Regions from separate parts of the Sus scrofa genome. Here region 1 is linked to region 2. Evidence: chromatin contacts called from public HiChIP or PLAC-seq data. All regions are on one chromosome and are shown on one strand. The core of a region is the stretch at or near the end of the contact, and the rest is flanking DNA. Distances in the headings are between cores, read along the strand shown. Region 1 overlaps C13H3orf62. Region 2 overlaps PRKAR2A (protein kinase cAMP-dependent type II regulatory subunit alpha).

What was found. HiChIP or PLAC-seq counts read pairs in DNA pulled down with a chosen protein or histone mark.
Region 1: an H3K27ac HiChIP or PLAC-seq map of alveolar macrophages shows a contact between it and region 2. The contact joins two enhancer-like sites. A contact is called at or near these places in 1 of 47 Hi-C or Micro-C datasets (embryonic fibroblasts) and 1 of 2 datasets of contacts at active chromatin or transcription factors (alveolar macrophages).

What each region holds. Positions count from the first base shown.
Region 1 is chr13:31,841,650-31,844,965 of Sscrofa11.1, reverse strand. C13H3orf62 reads left to right here. Exons shown (of 4, transcript XM_013981667.2): 4 at 1-3,316. It also overlaps a transcript of USP4 not described here. Among named protein-coding and RNA genes, the nearest start is that of C13H3orf62, 5.5 kb to the left of the region's middle. Within about 2 kb of position 1,280, at least 10 of the 83 cell types and tissues checked have an H3K27ac peak or open chromatin away from gene starts, as enhancers often do. A contact at or near this core is called in alveolar macrophages, where this site is marked.
Region 2 is chr13:31,474,210-31,477,459 of Sscrofa11.1, reverse strand. All of the region lies in intron 1 of PRKAR2A (protein kinase cAMP-dependent type II regulatory subunit alpha), which reads left to right. Among named protein-coding and RNA genes, the nearest start is that of PRKAR2A, 41 kb to the left of the region's middle. Within about 2 kb of position 1,804, at least 2 of the 83 cell types and tissues checked have an H3K27ac peak or open chromatin away from gene starts, as enhancers often do. A contact at or near this core is called in alveolar macrophages, where this site is marked.

The sequences.
Region 1 (3,316 bases), core at 31-2,530, 370 kb before region 2:
AGCCTTTTAAATTTCTAGTTGTGTCCCTTTTTAAGCTGAGAGCCCCATTTTTTTTTTTTGTTCTTTTTTGTTCTGTTGCTTTGAAATGTTTCTTTGTTTTTTTCCTTTACTTTTTTTGATATCTTGACTGTTTTTTTTAATTGTTATTCAATATACCCAATACCCAAGGCAGGTGCAGGTCATGGACCTCTGGTGTGTTTCTTGATGTTTTTTCCCATGGGCCCCTGGAAAAGAATGGGGGCCAAAAACCAGTGTGGGCTTTCTGTACCCCTTATGACCAGCCCATCCCAGGCCTGCTTGAGCCTGTATGGAAGAATTGGCCCAGGCATCTGCCACATTTGCACACTCTGCACACAAGACTACCTGTCTCCTGCCTGGGCCCAGTGCCCTCCTCATGTCCAGACCCTCAACCCCTTCATCCTTGCCCTTGCCCAGCTCAAAGGCCTCCTTATGTCAGAGTAGCTGGCTGCATCCCTGGTCTCCTCCTGACAGGACATTCCCATGAGGCTGCTCTACCACACATCCCAAGTCAAACATCTAGGCCCTCTGTTGAGGGGGCATAGAGAGGGATAAGCACGGGTCTTGCCCATCCACTTCATGCCTGAGCCTCATCTACCCCACTCCAGCCCTGGACACCCTGGAGGCCAGAGGTGGTTCCCATGATAATGACCCTCCTGGGGCAAAACAGGCAGGGAGTGAAGGAGGAGACAGGCCACTGCCCTCTGAGGTCAGCATAGCAGCAAGAGTTTAGCAGGGCTGGTTCTAGCCTCACCCTTAGAGAGAAAGGACATCATTAGAAACTTTTGGACAAAACTCTCAAAACCATGATGTTCTTTCAGGAAACCTAATAATTTGTTGGGCAAGGTATGATGCCTCCCAGAAACTGAGTCTCAGGGAAGTGGCCACCTCCTAGGCTCTTAGGGGAGGATGGGTGTGAGGAGATTGGTGCAGAAGCTGTGAGACCCAAAACCCAAATAAACCAAAGAGCTGGGGAGGAAGGCCTAGGTGAGGACCTGGCCATATTTTTGGCTAGTGACCCAGCATAGGGCAGGCTGCAGAGCTGGCAACACCCCTTTACCAAAAGTCTGGATATTTCTCTAGGCTCCCAATTGGAGGCCTTGCACCTACTCAGCAGTGCAAGGCTGGGCCCATGCCTGCATCCCTAGAACTAGATTCTGGTCACTTCATGGGATAGGCCTTTGCTGTGGGTACAGTCACCAGTACTGCCCTGCTAGGTTAGAGGGCAGGACAGGCTAACCAGAGACTCCTCCCAAGCCATCTAATGCTCAATCCTTGCAGCAGGTGGCACCCTTCAAAAACGCTCACAGACTGGGAAGTTGAGCACCAGTTTTTTCTCCCTGAGGAGGAAGGATAGGAGCAAATGAGAAGAAATGCTCACAGCCTTTTGCTGCCCCTCTCAGGGGAAGAAGGGGCCATCTAGATGGAGAGACTTCAGACTACTTGATAGTCAAAAAAACAGGTCTCCCAACAGTGAGTTCCAAATAATATGCATTGATGTGTATACTCTCCCACAGAGGTGAAGCTTAATCCCCATCCCCAACAATCCTTGCGCTTCACCACCCCTTGAGGGTGAGCTGGACTTAGTGACTTGCTCCGAAGGACTAGAACAGGGACAGAGAAAGAGAGTAGATTACATGGAGAAGCCTGGCAGACATCACTTAACCAACTGGCAAAGATGAGCACCACCCATGGTGTCCTGTGCACGTCACCCAGACCTGACTGGAAGCGGTAATAAAAGGTTGGTTTTTATTGGTTTCCACAGTATTCCCACCAAAAACCCCCATCCTCAGGCCAATCATGACACAAACGTCAGATAAACCCAGATTGGGGGATATTCTACAGGCTACCTGGACAGTCCTCAAGACTGTCAAAGCCAAGACTGTCAGAGTCAAAAACTGTCACACAGCAGCAGACTCTGAGGAGACAGAATGGCTAAATGCAGCACAGTATTCTGGATTCGTCCTGGAACAGAGAGGACATGAATGGAAAAATGGATGAAGTATAAATACAGGTTCAAGTTTAGCTATTATTAATGTATTTATGTTAGTTTCTTAGTTTTGACAAATATGCCATAGTTATGCAAGATGTTAACATTAAGAGAAGCTGGGTGAAGGACATATTTAAACTATCTTTGCAACTTTCCTGTAAATCTGAGTTTATTCCAAATACATTTTAAAATGTTTTTTTTTTTTTTTAAATGCAGTTGATCCCAAGTTTGTGAAATGTAAGTATGAGCATGCATGCATAAAATTGTTATGGAGGGACCAAGGAGGGTTTTGGTCTTTTTTGTCTGTATTGTTAAGTTTGCAGAGGACATGTAGACATGTCTGTAGAGAGAAGAAATTAGAGTTGTTTTTTTTAAAACTCTCATCTCCAACAACCAGTCTTGGGCATCCTTCACCAGATACATGCCCAGAGGTACCCTTCACAGTTTACACACACGGGGACAGGTCCAAGGCCTACAGAGTAATAAAACATTTCTGGATACAGACCCCTCTGGTCTACAAGCCTTATGCCACAGGCTCAGCAGGACCCTGACAAGGGCCTTATCCTTCTCTGAAGGTGTTGGACCCTCATGGATGGAAGCTTTAAGTCTCACAGAGCTGTTTCTCAGAACTTCGTTCTTACTCCCCTGGAGAGGCTTTACAGAGGGGATGGCTACGGGGAATGGGAATCTAGCCCTAACCCTACAAAACTGAAATGAGAGGATTTTTTTTTTTCTGCCAGCAGCAGAGACAGCGGCCCTTGGGAAAGAGGGCTGAGCACCGGTTGGGATGGGGTAAGAGAGAGGGTTCAGGTTCTCCCTGGCCAGCTTAACAAGTCTACTTCTGTTTTAGCAAAACCTTTATGTGAAAATTCAGATTTACCGAAGGGTTAATTCATCCTGAGGAGCTCTTCCTCACTGTAGAAACACAGACATCAAGTAAAGCAGGTAAGCCCCGAGCCTCTGGCATACCAGTCCCAGAGTAGCTAGGATGGCCACATGATCATTTCCCTGGGGACATCTGTTATGTCTGCATCCCTGGCTCCCCAAGGTGCCCAAAGGACACCTTCCTACCTTTGTCGTCTGCTTCAGGGTGGCAGGAAGATTTGTGCTCATCTGCATGGATCAGGGGTTTAGGGAGTGAGTCTCTAGTGATTTAGGAGGAAGAGTAACAAGAGCCTGGAACATTTATTTTAATAAAACTTTCTCAAGTTTGCAGGAAGCTAGGACCAAAGACTTCTTGGGGAGACATTGATATTTGAAAAACTAAAACTGTTTTACGTCATTTGGTTCTCTCCCCTGCAGTTCATC
Region 2 (3,250 bases), core at 555-3,054:
GTTGAACACTTTAATCCACATAAAGTCTGATGCTCTTGTTTTGAGCTCTCTAAACAGTGGCAAATTACAATAGACAGCCTCTGACTGCTACAGTCATTGATTGCTTTCTCTGTGTGCATTGGCATTGTATCTTGCTCTAACTGCAGCTTTTTCCTCTGGCCTATAAATGCTTATATGATGTATACTAATTAAAAATGAAATAACACAGTTTTATCAGGCAGCATGTATATACCCATTTTGTTTACCTTTTCATCCGTTCGAGCTAAATGCCTCAAGTCTCTTTTGTTTTTAATTACATTTTATACTGCAAGTCAACTTTTTTTTTATGCTTTTGAACTCTTATGGTTAGAGGGAACACGTTAAGAATTTTAAAAGATGTCTTTTTTCCATGATAAAGTAGTACTTTTAAGTTTGCATTTAAATTTTTTTTTCAAATTTTTTTGGAGTATAATTGACTTAGCAATGTTGTATCAGTTTCATGTGTATGCATTTAAATTTCTTTTTCTTTTTTTTTTTTTTTCTTGCTTTTTATGACCATACCCTCGGCACATGAAGGTTCCCAGGCTAGGGGTTGAATCAGAGCTGTAGCCACCGGCCTACCCCACAGCAACAGCAACTCCAACTCCGGATCCTTTTTTTCTTTTTTTTTTTGTCTTTCTGCCATTTCTTGGGCCGCTCCTGCAGCATATGGAGGTTCCCAGGCTAGGGGTTGAATCGGAGCTGTAGCCGCCAGCCTACACCAGAGCCACAGCAACACGGGATCCGACCCACGTCTGCGACCTACACCACAGCTCACGGCAACGCCAGATCCTTAACTCACTGAGCGAGGGCAGGGATTGAACCTGAGTCCTCATGGATCCTAGTTGGATTCGTTAACCACGGAGCAATGAAGGGAACTCCTGAACTTAAAATTTTTTATTCCTTCTTTTATCTCTTTGTTTCAGACATACTATTCTTATTTTACAATAGTTCTATAATCTTTTATTTTATTTTATTTTTTTTTTGACCACCCTGCAGCATGTGGAATTCCCAGGCCAGAAATTAGATCCAAGCCACTGTTGCAACCTACTCCACAGCTGCAGCAGTGCCACATCCTTAACCCACTGTACGGAGCTGGGTACAGTACCAGGTTAATACTGGATCCTTAACCCACTGCTCCAGTGCTCCAGAAACACCGCTGATCCTTTTGCTGCCACATCAGGAATTCCAATAGCTCTATAAGCTTGATATCTAATCTTTTGTTTGATTTGTCTCCTGATAACATCCATGCTAAGTTGTTTCACTGTGTGCTTTATAATTTTAGGTTTATACTAATGTTTAATGGGGTTTTAATTTTGGAAATCCCATGAGCCCTAGGTTCAGGACTTAAAGCTGGTGTACATTTCATCTGTCTACCTGAGTGACAAGCACATGATCAAAGGAAACTTTTCCAGGGAATTCCCTTGTCACTGCAGCAGCTTGGATTGCTGCCATGACGCAGGTTTGATCCCTGGCCCAGGAACCTCCACATGCCATGTGTACAGCCAAAAAAATATTGGAAAATAAAAAAGAAACCCTCCCACATCCTCCAACCTAGAATGCAAGCTCCATGAAATCACAGGAGATCTTTGTGTTGTTTACTGATGTATCCCAAATTGTTTACTATAGTGCATGGCACATACTAGGCATTCTGCCTGTATTTGTTGAACTGAATTTATCACTTTCTTTCCTGGTGGATGGATTAATTTTGACTAGTCCACTCTCTTATTGAGGAAGTAGTGAGAGCTTGTTGTAGGTCCTTTCTTTTTTTTTTTCAGGGCCACACCCTATGGCGTAGGGAAGTTCCCAGGCTAGGGGTTGAATCGGAGCTGTAGCTGCTGGCCTATTACCTACAGCTGCTGGCTGTTACCTACAGCCACAGTAACTCAGGATCTAAGCTGCGTCTATGACCTATATCACAGCTTACGGTAACACCAGATCTTTAACCCACTGAGTGAGGCCAGGGATTGTATGTCCCCACGGATACCAGTCAGATTTGTTACCTCTGAGCCACGATAGGAGCTCCAAGTTGTAGGTACTTTCTATCAGGAATGGCTGGAGTTTTTAACTGAATATTTGTCTGATGGTTCCAGTAACATGACTTTGACTCCATGCTATGTAAAAAAATAATCCAATCCTATTAGGATAAATGAGCATTTGCCTCCTTCCTGGGTCTATATTTCTTTTCTTTTCTTTTTCTTTTTTTTTTTTTTTTTTTGTCTTTTTGCCTTTTCTAGGGCCGCTCCCATGGCATATGGAGGTTCCCAGGCTACGGATCCAATCGGAGCTGTAGCCACCAGCCTATGCCAGAGCCACAGCAACACCAGATCCGAGCCGGTCTGTTACCTACACCACAGCTCATGGCAATGCCGGATCCTTAAGCCACTGAGCAAGGCCAGGAATTGAACTTGCAACCTCATGGTTCCTAGTCGGATTAGTTAACCACTGAGCCACGATGGGAACCTCAGGGTCTATATTTATTTCAAAGGCCTCATGTTAAACTTTGGCTGAGCCATTTTCAATTTGTTTTTCATAATTCTCAAATTTCTGGGGTTTTTTGGAGGGTTTATATGGCATATTATGCATTTTTAAATGAAAGTAGAATAATCTTTTAAGGTTAAAAAAATCACTTTGTTCAATGATATAGCTTAGTGGTAAGAATTTAGATAACTATCAAATATAAGGAATGATAGGTGAAAAGTAGAAAAAAATTAGCAATAAGAAAACTTTTTTTTTTTTTTAACCTAAAGACATGGGATACATTTTTCTCATTAATACTCTGACAATGGGCGGAGAAAACCCACCCATATTTAGGGAGAGTATAACTTAATGCTTAATTTTTCATTTTAGTAATACTCATTAAAAAATTTAAAATGAAATGTAAATGCGATTAGCTAGCACGTTTGGGGATTATCTTTAATAGAAGAAAATGTAACTATTTGATGTCATAACAGTACTAGTAAATTTAATAGGTTTTTTATTCATTTGGTGTGATACAGATTGTATGGAACTTGATGTGAGCAGAAATAAAATTGCCACTGAGTATGTTGAAGTTATAAATAGCTTGTATTCAAAGACATATGTTATTCTTTATACTGTTTTTATGTGATCATGTTGAACCACTATCTGTGGTTGATTATGGAAGAGTATAATTTTTTATTGCTTTTTAGGGCCGCACCCATGGCATATGGAGGTTCCCAGGCTAGGGATCTAATTGGAGCTACACCTGCTG